Regions from separate parts of the Mus musculus genome. Here region 1 is linked to region 2. Evidence: chromatin contacts called from public HiChIP or PLAC-seq data. All regions are on one chromosome and are shown on one strand. Each heading gives the region's core, a stretch centred on a gene start, on an enhancer-like site or on the middle of the called end of the contact. The rest is flanking DNA. Distances are from core to core; before and after follow the strand shown. Region 1 holds the start of Tnk2os (tyrosine kinase, non-receptor 2, opposite strand). Region 2 has its middle 31 kb from the start of Cep19.

The links. HiChIP or PLAC-seq counts read pairs in DNA pulled down with a chosen protein or histone mark.
Region 1: an H3K27ac HiChIP or PLAC-seq map of embryonic stem cells shows a contact between it and region 2, with 5 times the contacts expected there. The contact joins the promoter of Tnk2os here to the enhancer-like site in region 2. A contact is called at or near these places in 2 of 39 promoter capture datasets (maxillary cranial neural crest and second pharyngeal arch cranial neural crest), 2 of 15 datasets of contacts at CTCF or cohesin (embryonic stem cells and large pre-B cells), 11 of 484 Hi-C or Micro-C datasets (B cells, the G1E-ER4 cell line, the HPC-7 cell line and 7 more), 7 of 115 datasets of contacts at active chromatin or transcription factors (astrocytes, double positive thymocytes, embryonic hindbrain and 2 more) and 1 of 9 other capture datasets (embryonic stem cells).

Annotation. Positions count from the first base shown.
Region 1 is chr16:32,664,399-32,671,303 of GRCm38.p6, reverse strand. Tnk2os (tyrosine kinase, non-receptor 2, opposite strand) reads left to right here and starts at 3,107. Exons shown (of 3, transcript NR_033493.1): 1 at 3,107-3,349; 2 at 4,604-5,666; 3 at 5,996-6,081. It overlaps Tnk2 (tyrosine kinase, non-receptor, 2), which reads right to left. Exons shown (of 16, transcript NM_016788.3): 3 at 5,348-5,418; 4 at 2,862-3,083; 5 at 1,765-1,917; 6 at 1,074-1,351; 7 at 386-512; 8 at 1-9.
Region 2 is chr16:32,127,347-32,134,258 of GRCm38.p6, reverse strand. No RefSeq gene overlaps it. Among named protein-coding and RNA genes, the nearest start is that of Cep19, 31 kb to the right of the region's middle. Within about 2 kb of position 3,903, at least 161 of the 459 cell types and tissues checked have an H3K27ac peak or open chromatin away from gene starts, as enhancers often do. A contact at or near this core is called in B cells, the G1E-ER4 cell line, the HPC-7 cell line and 4 more, where this site is marked.

The DNA.
Region 1 (6,905 bases), core at 1,858-4,357, 540 kb before region 2:
ATGCAGGATCTGCCAGCCAGGGTGGGGCAGGGGTTAGAGGCAGCAGAGCACCTGCCTCTTCGCTTCCTGCTTTCCCTCTGACCTGTCCTACAGCTGAAGATACCATCTGACATGGCCACCCACCCTGGGAAAGCTCTGTCCCCACAGCCTGAGACCTGCCCAGGACTCATGTCTCATCCCTGTCCTCCTACCCCCGTGCCTGTCCTGGGACATTCTGGGCTACCCCTTCTCTTTTGTTAAGCTCTCAGAGATCCCACACCAATATCGGGTGTGCAAGAAATGGGAATCTACCAGAAAAGAACTAGTTGCAACTGTTCAGGTTGGGGACCAGGGACGGATCACTCCCACCTGCCCTATGGGAACCATACCCCTTACCCTGCCTCACCTGGCTGCCATTGAGGCCAATCCAGGGCTCCTGGCCATAGGTGAACATCTCCCACAGTGTGACCCCAAACATCCAGGTGTCACTGGCATGGGAGAAAGTCCGTGTCTTCAGGCTCTCAGGGGCACACCTGGCAAAAAAAAAAAAAAAAAAAAAAAAAAAAAAACAAAGGTCAAAGGGACGGCTTCTTTGGGACCTCTCCTTGCCACCCCTTTAGCTGCCTCTGGCACTAGGAGACTCCACGATCTCAGCAAAGGATCTGCCCAGCAAGGACCCAAGGCAGGCTAAGCAGCAACGTGGAGGTCACTAGTTAGTCACTGCCTACAAGATACGGTGCAATCTATTCCCGCCTGCCGCCAGCTCTACACAGATAAGCCTACTGACCATCCTGGCCTGGCTGCTTGCCATATGTTTTAAACTTAACAGCAAGTCCTCCAGGAAGCCTTTTAATCCCCCACCAAGTACATGCCCTTTAGATTGCTTGTGCCTTCCAGTATTCCTGGAGAATTCCTTGGGTGGATGTGCAAACATGTAAGTCTTCAAGAAAGGCACCCAGGCCCAGAAATGAGAAGGACAGGCCGAGGCAGACAGTCCTGTGGTAGGTAACAGAGGCCCCAGAAGTTGGAGGTGTGGATCTGCTGAGACTGGAGTGGAGCTTGGGCCCTACAAGCCAGCAACACTTGCCCCTCACCAGGCAAAGGGCACCTTGCGGTGTTCTTGCATGACATAGTGGTCATCATTCTGGGGCAGAGCTCGCATCAGTCCGAAGTCCCCAATCTTGACCAGGTCCCGGGTAGCCAAAAGCAGGTTTCGAGCAGCCAGATCCCGGTGAATGAAGCGCTTGGACTCCAGGTAGGCCATACCCTCAGCCACCTGCACAGCGTAGCGACTCAGCGTCCCCAAGAGGAAATGACCTTGGTGTTTACGTAGGCGGTCCAACAAAGATCCCAGAGGTGCCAGCTCTGTCACCTGAGGCCACACAGAAGACAGACAGGATAAATCCGGTAGATCGATGCCACTCTCTCAAAGGCAAAGTTCCCAGTCTCTTTCTGGAGGTCGACCATAGCTCCAATGAACGAACTCCATGTTCGTTTCTGACCTGTCCCTTCAGTCACCCCCAAGAATCTAAACCCCAGAATAAAGCATTCCAAAGAGGCCCAGGCTAAAAACTCCAAAGATAACTCATGTCAAGGGCCAGCCATTCCTATGGGCACATCTTGCCAGTGAGCAGTAGAAAATCCAGAGATGACAGCACTAGGCAGTACCCTGGTAAACCCCTTTGCCACTTGTGGCGGGAAACTGGAGCAGGCAGGAGGAAGAGTGCGTCTGGGAGCCCAGACTGCAGGTAGCCCTCTGGCCTTCCCTCCCACCCAGCCACTCACCATCTTCATGGGTAGTGTGAGCACCACACCATACAAGCGAATGAGGTTTCGGTGGTCTAGTGAATGCATGGCATTGACCTCCCGGATGAAGTCGTCCATGGCCTCTGGCTGGCTCAGCACGTCAGGCTTCAGGCACTTGACGGCCACACTCACCTGCCCAGTGCAGGATTAGCAGGGCGTTAGACCTTCATGGTTCCCAACACTGAGCTAACTGCACCTTCCAACTCAGAGTAAAGCCCCTTGCGTCAGACCTGTTCATCTGAGTGCACAAGCATGCCATCAGTTTATATCCTACATCCTCTGCACTGCAAGAGGGTGGCAGCTGACTGACCTCTAAAGGTCACTAAATGTGGGCCTCTTCTTTCTGGGCAAATTCCCAAATTAGCAGTGACAATAAATTAAGAGATGAGCAATATAAAGACAGAACAATAATATAGTTGAACTATAATGCCATAATCTATGGATGCCCCCCACCTTGGAAAAAGGGGTGCTGAGTGGCCAGGGCTTGACAAATCCTGCTGGGTGCTAGCAATATTAATATACTGTCTGGGAAGTGCATCTGGCCCTATATATTTACAATAATCTGTATCCCCCCACACCCCATACGTGTATGTTTGTGTGTGGTTATCCACTAGGGAGTTTTAATTAAGAGAAAAAAGGCTATGACTTAAATATGTAAATCTAATTTCTATCTTAGTGATGAGACATAGCTCAGTGGCACAGCACTTGCTTCAAAGCTGATCCAAGACCATGAAGGAAGGAAAGGATAAAGGGACAGAAAATACTTTGTCACTGCAGGTTCAAAGCCACCCTGGTCTACCCAAGATGCTGTCTCACAACAAATCCCTGCAGGGGTTGGGGTGGCAGGAGGGGGCGCTGCAGCCCTGCCTCAGCCGGGCAGTGGGAGCTGCAGGCCTTTGCCTTTCATTTTTCCGTGTCCAATCTTTCATAGTAAGCAAACTATCTTTAGACTTGAAAAAAAGAAATCACTGTGCTCAGTTAAACCTGAACATGGCTCAAAAGGTGAGTACTTTCACAACTGTCCCTAGTCACTTGTCGCCTGACAGAAGGGGAGAGGTGCCCACCCCAGAGCTCACCGTCTTCCCTGCGGGGGCGTCCCATTCACCCCTGCGCACCACGCCAAAGGAGCCATCCCCCAGCTTCTCCAGCAGGCGTAGGTCTTTCTCCCCAATGAGGCAGGTGAGGCTCTGCAGGGTCCCCTCCCCTGGCAGGCTCCCTGGGGTGGGGGAGGGCTTCCGGAAGGTGCTCTGAGAGTGCTGGGAAGGGAACTCGGCCTCCAACCGCTTTCCACTGAACACCTGTTTGAAAGCAGCCAGAAGCCAGATGGAACCCAGGGCCCCAGAGGCACTCAGTCCCACCCTACTGGTAAGCCTCAGACAGCTCCTGGCTTTGCCAAGCTGCCAGGGGCAGCCTGTTAAAGGCACACACTTCTAGCGTACACCCTAACGGGGAACCCACAGCTGAAGCCTCAGGGTAGTCGTCAAAAACAGATGAAGATGCTGCTTGTGGATGAAGTTAACCCCAAAACGGTCTGTGAAGACAGAGATAGCCCAAAGCCCTCCAGGTACACCCCCAAGCCCCAGCCCTGGCAGCCCTGGCCTTCAGCTCCTCCCCATCTTACCCTTCCCTTCCTGAACCTCCTAAACGGCACAGCCTCTTGCCCCTAGCATACAAAGAGAGGGTAGGAGCCCGAGGGGCCCTCCAAACACCTCCCTGTCCATTTTTAGCCCTGGCCCCTTCTCTGGGTTAACCATTTGGCACTGTCTGTCTCTATCCTCCCTGGGGAGTCGGCTGCCCTTCATCCTGCCCAGGGGAGAAGATAATTTTAGTCTGAGGTTGACCCATGAGTATGTGTTATGTGTGTGTATGTAGTGCAAATGAAGCCAGTCTTTGCTGGAGAAGGGCCTGGAAAGACAGCTGGATTTCTGGAGGGGCGCCTAGAGCCAAGGGCTGAGAAGGAAGGAAGACTAGAGGGGTCTCCAAGGCCTGTTTTGGAGAAAGAAGGGCCAAAGGTCAAGAGACAGGAAGAGGGGGGCTATGAAGGAACTCACCTGGCCATGCAATCTGACTTGGCCCCTCCACTGGGCATCTAAAGCTCTAGTGCCAGGCTACAGACTCTTCTCGTTGCCCTCAGAGCTGGCCAACCTTACCCGTGTGTGCTGAGTGATAGGTTCTTTCTCCCCAGCTGGTGAAGTGAGCCAACTCAAGCCACATTAGAGTGGTCATGGGGAAAGTGGGGGTATGGGCGGAAAAGAGAAAGAAAGAGAGGGTGTGCACAGAGAGAAGAAAGGGGCGGGAGGGAGAGAAGGAGATAGACAGACAGACAGAAAGAGTCAGAGAGAGATGGAAATGTCTGGGTTACTAGGGAAGAGCCTCTGGGAGAAGGGCAGCCCCTGGGCTGGAAAGTTCTGAGTTGGGGGTGGGGGGTGGGGCGGGCAGAGTATGCCAGGTAGGGACTGAGGGATGCTGGGAGACCCTGGAGGCCAGGTCTGCTTTGGTATGTAAAATATGCCCCTCAGCCCCTTGTCCCGAAATCAAACACTAAGGGCAGCTCAAATCTGAGGACCTGTTTGGACTTTGTCCCCTCCTCCCAGTATTTTCCTAATATTTGCCAATAAGTTCAATTTACAAGATCTACTTTCGCCACTGCAGCCACGAGGCCCTTTGCACAGTCCTACATGGTAAGCTGGGTAATGGAGCCAATGCTGGTTTACCAAAGACATGACAATTTTAGAAAGGACCACTGATCACCCAGAGACCTACTATGAACTGGGGTAAGATCCAAAATTCCCACACTGCTTTTCTCTATTGTCAATAGGTCGCCACACATTCATCCTCTGCAAAAACCTGGGCGATGGACCAGGACTGTGTCCCCAGAAAAGGCCACAGGCTCTCAAGAGACAGCCCCTTTGCCAGACTGCAGCCAGAAAATTTCTACTGCCCAATCCCAGTCCAGCTGTTCTGCCCTGCTCACCCCTCACCCCAGTTCTGAGGCCAGAAGTAGAGAGAGAGGCCCTGGCTGGCTCACTTCCTCTCTCATTGTCTTCCAGACAATGGGCAAAGTTCCACTGAGTCAGATCAGGGACTCACAACACTAAAGACCCAACTTAGGGGGTGGGGAGGAGCTGTGGGGAAGGAAGCTGTCAGCAGAGCCAGATGACCACAGGAACCTGAAGAGCGGAGAGCACAGGGAAGTGTTGGGGGGCAGACAGAACAAGGCAAAGATGTCCAGACAGTCCCCTCTACCCCTTTCTGGACACTGGCCTGACACTCAAAGGAAGGAACACTTATCAACAAGTCCCAGCTCCGGCACCCAGAGAGGCTGTGAAACCCTTACTGCACACAGGCCGTTCACCGGTCTGTCTGTGGCGGAGACAGACACTTAGCCAGGCAGCACCACAAGTGTCCTGTCAGATAAGAGCTTGGAGGAGGAAAGTCTGTACAAAGTGTGAGGCAATCGGTGAGATTATACCTCTGGGCAGCAGGAGAAGGCTCCTGAGCCTGCCAGCAGCGGGAGGCCCTTGGGTGCCCCACCACCCCCTCACACCCTTCTCACACACACCTTGCTCATCCATGACTTGCGTTTGCACATGGCCTTCCTCCTCTTCACGGCCTCCCACAGCCGCCTCTGGCCTGCAAGCAGGGAAAGTGAACGAGGTCTGTCAGACAGCTCTCACACCCTCCCAACGAGGCTGCTATCCACCTAACTGACTTCCTCAGTTCCTGGGACACCACTCAACCCAATGCCACCAACGGGATCAGTTGCCAACTAGGAATTTCATTCACCCAATCTCTACACTCTACCTCTGGCTGGAGGTGTTTACTCATCAAAGCAGAATGAGAAGTGGCCAGTTACCTCGCCAACTCTCCAGACAACTCAGGTAAGGAGATACACACATACACCTGTCTCCATTCTAAGGTTTCCTTCCCTTAAAATATTCTTACACTACTGACATCAGACGCTGTGCTGGCTAGTTTTATGCTAATATGACACAAGCTAGATCAGAGAAGAAGGAACCTCAGTTGAGAAAACGCCTCCATAGGCTGTTCACACACCTGCAGGGCATTGTCTTAACTAGTGACTGATGGGGGAGGGCCCAGCTCATTGTCCGCGGTGCCATCCCTGGGCTGGTGGCCCTGGATTCAGCAAAGCATCAGCCAGCCAGTAAGCAGCGCCCTCCATGGCTTCTGCATTTGTCCCTGCCTCTAGGTTCCTGTCCTATTGAGAGCTCCTGTCCTGACTTCCTTCAAGAACAGTGATGTGAAAGTATAAACTAAATAAATCCTTTCCTTAGCAAGCGGCTTTGCTCATGGTGTCACACAGCTGCGGTGTCCCTAACTAGGGCAGAAATCAACTATCTAAGCAAAAGCAGCACACGTTACTGTCTTTTTCTTTTTTAGCTTGTAAAACATTTGGCTATTTTGAGTTGGACACACTAAAGTTTCTGATTGTGGGTTGTTGTTGTTGTTGTTGAGATAGTCTACTGTAGCCTGGCCTGGATGACCTTGAGCTACTGATCCTTCAGCCTCCACCTCTTGAGATGTTTGTGTTTTGGTGCTGGGAATTAAACCCAGAACTTCACGGACGTTAAATAAACAATATCTTTTAGCAAGAGAGGTCTAGCCACAACCCATGATAAATTTCTCATTTCTAGATGGTAACTGCTAGTTTTAGTTTAGAAAGAAGGGAAAGTTTAAAGTAACAACATGTTCTTTAAAAGATTTTTTTTTTATTTTTATGTATTTTGTGTGTGTTCCTTATGTGTAAGGGTGCCCATAGGGACCAGAAGAGGTGTCAGATCTGTGGAGCTACTGGCAGTTACAAGCTACCTGATGTGGGAACGAAACTGGTGTCCTCTATAAGTGAACAGTACACGCTTTTAACCACTGAGCCATCCCTCTAGCCCCATCTGAGGGTTTTTTGTCTTCTCTTCTCATGTGGATCTGCTGGCATTAACCCCACTGGTGTTCAGAATGAAACAGAAGAGACACAGGAAATACATCTACAAATATCTGATCAAACACCAATGGGGAAGGACTAGAGAGCAGACCTGGTAGCACAGGGAGGCTGAGCCAGGAGGAGGCTAAGTCCATGGTCTGCCAGAGCAATAAAAGGTTCA
Region 2 (6,912 bases), core at 2,654-5,153:
TAAAATGACAGACGTTGGTCGATAGTCTACCTCCTAAACAATTCCCAGGTCCCTGTCGCCTCCTCCATCGCAGCTGGGGCAGAGGCAGTCTGACCCCCAGGCCCAGAAGATGAGGGGCTTTTTCCTGTGAAGCAGAGACGCGGGAGAAATGACTCACCTTGTCGTAGGTAATATGAGACATTTAACTGTCTGGGGGTTCCCTGTTTGTCCACAGTTTAGGTCTTGCCCTGACAGTGGGTAAGGCAAAGGAGTAGTGTTTCTCAGTGGTTATCATACTGCAATTCAGGTAGAATATTATTGCTGTGCCTATATCTTCTCGGAGACCTTGGGGGTTTAAGATTAGGATTTGGGAGTCTCTGTCATCATAAGCTTAAACATTTAATGCTATATTTAGCAGATTTCTGACAAGATTGAGAGCCAGTATCTATTAAGTATATTTGAATTAGACAATCTGTTTAATTATTTGTTCTAGAATGTATCTAGCAAATATAGAAAGCACATTGTAACTTAATGACAGTAGCAAAAACAAGGCTGAACATATATTAAAGCAGTAATCTTTAACCTTTTTACCATTGTAAATCTTTACATTAATGTTAAAATTATTATTTATCAAGGCAGGATAGAAATCTCAAGTGGGAAGACAGTGAGGTGGAAACTGCCCATAACAAAAATGTTAGATAGTCCCAAGACTGCCTATAACAAAGATGGTGCTGCATCTATGGCCACCCTTAGGTAAAATGGTGCTGATGTGATAACATTTGAAAACCTTATCTGACCATAATAAAGATGGCAGATCAGCAGAGACAAACTGAAATGTTTTGTCTGGCAGACAGGCGGTCTCTCACTGTCACCAAAAGCAACCTCTGTCCCTGTGCATGGAGAAGTTTGTGCAGAGTGGGTCAGTTGCTTCATGCTGTGCAAATAGAAATCGGAGACTGCTCTTTGGAGCAGCTGGCAGCAGTGGAGGTAGGCAGGGGCTACAGGAGTGTGGAAGAAGTGCCTTTGCAGAGTGAATTAGGTCCTAAACAAGATCTGGAGACTGGGGCTAAAAGTCAAAGGGGAAGGGGTCTGGGAGCGAGAATAAGATGGTTGGGAACTTAGGTGGGGAAAAGCCTACATAGAAATTTTTCCATCTTTTGGATCGCTACTGAGAGCTGTACAAGTTTTCTTTTTAAAGTGCCATTAAGCAGCTGTTTAGAGGTATTGTTTAGTGGGTATTGGGGCCAAATTTAGCCTGTGAATCCAGAAGCCTTTAAGAGTGGGAGACATCCCAGCAGGGAGTCTGGAAGCATTGGTGAAGACGGTTCCTTTGGACTGAGAGTAGAAGCTGTCAATTATCTCAACCAGCCTTCTGAGGATTCATGTGATAGCTAGGAGTGTTGGCAGCCAAGCCAGATCATCAGGGTGTCATGCGATGAAATGGGGGCTAGAGAAAGAGCTATGACAATCAAGAGAACGGTTTACCTAGGCCTAGGATTTCCCAGCAGTGAGAAAGAAACTGCCTCAAGCAGAGAGAAAAATCGCACCCAAGGGAAGATGTCCTAGAACGAAGGGTCATAACTGTGAATAACTCCAGCCTCAAGGACATCAGAGAGTGGCTTCGAGTTCAACAGCCCTCTCGTGGAACCAGGGGCCATTTACGATGACCAGTGGAAGGGAAGCTTACCACTTCTCCAGGGTTTAGATGGAGGTCTAGAATTTCCAATGTCTGCAAAGTCCATGTGGCGTTGGGAAATATGTACTTGCAAGTTTGTAAATCTGAATCTTGGGAAATGAGAACCTGAAAGTTTCTAAATCCAAGAGTCAGCACCAAGCACTATATTTTTAAAAAAGTCAAGGATGTGCTTTGTAGAGAGAGGTATGGTGAGGATGGGGGTGTGCCTTAGCGGGCCCGTGCTGAGGCATCCCTTCCCCCTGAGGGACCAGCCATATACTATTCTATAGTATAGATAGAATAGAGTTTATTTAAAGCATGGGAAGGGGAAGTGAGAAGAGAGTAAACACAGAGAGACAGAAAGAGAGGGGTGGAAGAGAGGCAGTCCAGGAACACATGAAGAAAGAGGGATCAGGGAGAGAGGAGGGAGGAGTCAGGGAGAGAAGAGAGTCAGAAAGAGAAGGAGCAGAGGGAGTGTGAAGGAGCCGAACAGCCCCCTTTATAGCAAGCCAGGCCTACCCGGCTGTTGCCAGGTAACTGTTGGACGGAGCCTAGAAGGAATGCCAACTGTAAAGGTATCTGGAGCAAAAATATTCATCAACAGACAAAGGGAAAGCAAAAGACATAAAACTATTTTTTTTAAAGATTTATTTATTTATTATATGTAAGTACACTGTAGCTGTCCTCAGATAATCCAGAAGAAGGCATCAGATTTCGTTACGGATGGTTGTAAGCCACCATGTGGTTGCTGGGATTTGAACTTGGGACCTTTGGAAGAGCAGTCGGCGCTCTTAACCACTGAGCCATCTCGCCAGCCCCCATAAAACTATTTTTTAAAAAGCACTTTTTTTTTTTTTAAGATTTATTTTATTTTATTTTATTTATTACATGTAAGTACACTGTAGCTGTCTTCAGACCCTCCAGAAGAGGGAGTCAGATCTCATTACGGATGGTTGTGAGCCACCATGTGGTTGCTGGGATTTGAACTTCGGACCTTCGGGTGCTCTTACCCACTGAGCCATCTCACCAGCCCAGCACTTTCTTTTTAACGAGGACACTACTGTTGTTCACAGCAACCTGACACCACAGTGTGGTGGTCTCGAGTGTCCCAAGGTGCTCTCTGAGGGCTTTTCGCACAAAGATCTCACTGTTCCACAGAGTCCGTGATGACGGTGAAGTTGGAATGCAGCGGGAAATTCAGGAGACTGAGTTCAAACCAGGAGACTCCATTAAACTAACAGCAACTTTAAAAACTCCCCACTAGCCATCTCACCTTCCATCACCACTAACAGTTCTCACACTTATTCTGTACTAATGTTTTATATAATTCCACTTCATCTGAGGGAAACACTGGGCTGAGAACAGATAAGATTTGCAGAAGATCACATGGGATTAAGGTCAAGATGTTATCAGTGTGCTACAGAAAGCCATCTCAGCACCCTACCATCTCTATCAAGTATATCAAACTGTCGGCCCTGGATATCAAAACAGTGGCCCCTGAAAAACACACGTTTACTGATTAAATGCCAAATAAGGAGAAGGTTCATATGGGGCAGAGGTAAGGAGGCTCAGAGTAGCAGTTGTCACCTATTGCAACTGGGACTCCAGAGGCATCATCACAACGTGGGGACAGCCTGGAGGGTGTTTATAGGCACTCCGTCTTTCCATTTCTTTATCTCTCTGCTTGTTTGTTTGTTTGAGATGGTGGTCCCACATAACCCAGGTTGGCTTCAAACTCCTCTCTGATCTTCCCTAACTCCTGCCTCTTAAATGCTGGGATTACAGCTAGTGACACCACGGACAGCATTGGCCTCCTCCATTTTAAAAACATGTGTAATTTGTGTGTGTGTGTGCGTGCACCAGGGAATTTGTGTGGAAGTCAGAGGTTGGTTTGTGGAGTTTGTCTCCTCCTCTTGTTGTGGGCTCCAGTTTGTTGTCAAGTTTGCTGGCAAGCACGTGACCCATAAACTGAACCATCCAACCAATCCCTTAAAGTCTAACGCGAGTGCCGGGATTATAAACATCAAACCAATTTTCAGTGGGGTTAAAGTTGGCTTGAGTGTGATCGCGGCCCAAACCCATGGCTCTGAGGCTCTTGGGGGTGGGGTGGGGCCAGTATGGGAGGGCATAGAGGAGGTACGTGGCTATAGTGGGGGTAGGGTGGGCGGAGAGGGCCATGCTTTCTAGAGGGTGTGAGCATTTCTCCTTCCGGCTGGTGTTTTCGATGTGGTAAGCACATCCCTTCTACGGAAGCCCTGGAGAGGAAACCTGGCACTTCCTGTTCTTACCAGTGCTGCGGCAAACTGCAACGGTAAGGGAAGAAACACGGGGGAAGGAGGAAGAGGAAAGCTCTGGCCAGGTCAAGATGCCAGGCTCCAGAAGCACACAGCTGGTTCTTTTCCAGGAGACTTAGAGAACAGGTCACCGTCCCTATGCCAGAGCCTCTGGTCAGTCGGGAACCAGATGATAATTTCTCCACATTGAAAAGCAGCCAAACGGACCACACAGTTGAAGAACTTAAGAATGAAAGTATACAGCAAGGGCGAGACTGTCAAAGAAATCTGCGTAGCCTCGATGTTCCCCCTCCCCCTTTCCATTCTACCTCCAACGCCATGCAGAGTTGGGCAGGATCATTTTAATATCAGATTCTGCTTCTCAACCTTGGAAGGAAACGTCTCTGCTTCCATGAGCTGTTTCATAGGATTTAGCAGGACAGCATCCTGACCGCTGGACGCGGGTCCACAGGTGCTGCTGACGAGTGACAGAGTATTTAGATGTTGTTTTTATCTTGAGAACCAAACCAAATACCTTTCTTTCTCACGGCATTGCTATCCTGTCCCTTTCAGAAGAGCCTGTCCATGTGTAGCTTTTCTCTGAGATTTTAACTTTTAGAACCCACCTTTGTCCCCGCTAAGATGTTGGCGGGCCACATGCCTGGCCCCTGCTCCCCTCTTAACACCATGGGAGACCTTTCACACCGGGGGCCACTGCTCTTAACATTTTGGGTGTGCGAAACACTTCACGCTTGCTTTCAGGCCAACCCTGACTTTCTTGAACTAGATCTTGAGTAGTATCAACTTCCTCTAGTTCCTGTTTCAGGGAGTAGAGCATCTTTTCTCTGAAGAGAGACAGCAAAATGAAAATCCGGCTTCGATGTTAATGCTTGATTAGAGAAGAAAACGCCACATAGATTTCTAACTTTTTAGAAGCATAAAGTTTTGCCTTCCTGCCCCCTCACCCAGGCACCCTGAGGTTTTACCTCTCTCTTTTTTAAAAGGGATTCCCCCCCACCCCCAAATAGGGTTTCTCTGTGTAGCCCTGGCTGTCCTGAACTTATTCTGTAGAACAAGCTGGCCTTAAATGCAGAGATCCATCTGCCTCTGCCTCCAGGATGCTGGGATTAAAGGAGTGCGCCATCATGACTGGCTAAGGGGATATATATATATATATATATATTTTTTTTAAAGATTTATTTATTTATTTATTTATTTATTTATTTATTATATGTAAGTACACTGTAGCTGTCTTCAGACACTCCAGAAGAGGGCATCAGATTTCATTTCGGATGGTTGTGAGCCACCATGTGGTTGCTGGAATTTGAACTCTGGACCTTCGGAAGAGCAGTCGGTGCTCTTAACCACTGAGCCATCTTGCCAGCCCGGGATTTATATTTTTTATTAAGATTTTAAGTTTTGGATATTGATTGATTGAGTGTGTGAGTGTTGGTGTTTGAGTGCCATGTAGGTGTGAGTGCCCACAGAAGCCAGAATAAATCCTTGGCTCTCCTGCAGCTGGAGTTACAGGCAGCTGCGAGTCTCTTGACTTGGGTGCTAAGAACCCACTTCTGATTCTGTAGAAGGGCAGGATGAGCCTTCCCACCAGCTCCTGCAGTTTTGTTTCTAAAGATGTCCTCCTCCCGCCTCCTCCGCTCCCTTCCCCCTTCTCCCCCTCCCCTCTTCCCTTCTCCTCCCCCTCCTCTACTTCCTCTCCCCTCCTCCCCTTCCTCTTCCTTCCTCTTCTTCCTCTTCCTCCCCTCTTCTTCCTCCTCTTTTTTTTTTAAGCCAGAAATACCAACTATATTTTATTGACTTCCAGACCAACTTTAATGGAAGTTTGTCAAATGCTCTGTAATATCTACCCATTAGGTCTCAGTATATAACAAACCAACATGATGCGACCCAAGGGTCCCTTCAGTTGAAGCACTGGCTCTGATATCTAATATTCCCCATCAGATATCTAACGGTTGACAGGAGAGGGCCAGAAAGCTAGACATCTCCGTCTTCACACTGTGCCTGTCTGCTTTGCTACCTTAGCCTTTGCGTCAGATTTCCTGTTCTGTAGCCTGATCCTTCACAGGAGCTGGTGAGCTCTTACTCCTACTCCATCCTCATGGTCTGTCAGGCACTGCAGCCCGACTGTCCAAAGCTGTGCAAGATCAGCTCCAGATGGGTGTGAGTCCATGTTCTCCCCGGCCGCTGGGGTGTGGGAAACTCTGCTGGGGAGGCAGAACACAGAGACCCTGGACCGTACTTACCCTTCACTGCTGCTGTAGAGGGCTGGGTCCTTAGCTTAGTGGAGGGTTGTCTTGGAGTGCAGGCAGGCCTTCTGCGGGAGAGTTAGGGAGTGCGGCTGGGTAGGTGAAGGCCTTCTCATGCTCCCCACAGCAGTTTTTGATGAAAGAGACAGTCCTTGGCTCCAAACTATTTACTGATTATTCATTGTGGAAAATGGATGCATACCACCTCGTCAGGGCACACCAGAGATTGAATACCATTTGCGGGGAAGAACGTCCAAGGAGAGAAGCTTATTGGTTTAACCCATGTAGATACCTACCTCATTAGCATGGAGAACTCTGTTTTGGCCTATGTGACCACAGATAAGAAGCGTGGCCCGCGTTCAGGCCAGGAATCTAGTGGGGATCAGGGAGACCCCTACCTTCTTAGGTGGGTACCTGAGTGCCGGGGTCTCAGACCCACTCAACCTTACCAAGTTTCCTGGCATGGTCCATTGTCCCATAGACTGGAAAGATGGCTTAGCAGTTAAGAGCACTGGCTCTTTGTCCAATCTCCAGCACCCACAGGGCAACTCCAAACTGTCTGTAACTCCAGTTCCAGAGGATCCAAAGCCCTCTTCTCCATGTTAGTGAGCACCAGGAATTCACAAGGCAAATAAGACTACATGTAGGCAAGACACCCACACCCATAAAATAAAGGAAGAATGAGGGGAAAGGCCCAAATAGAACTGCCTGGCCTGAATGT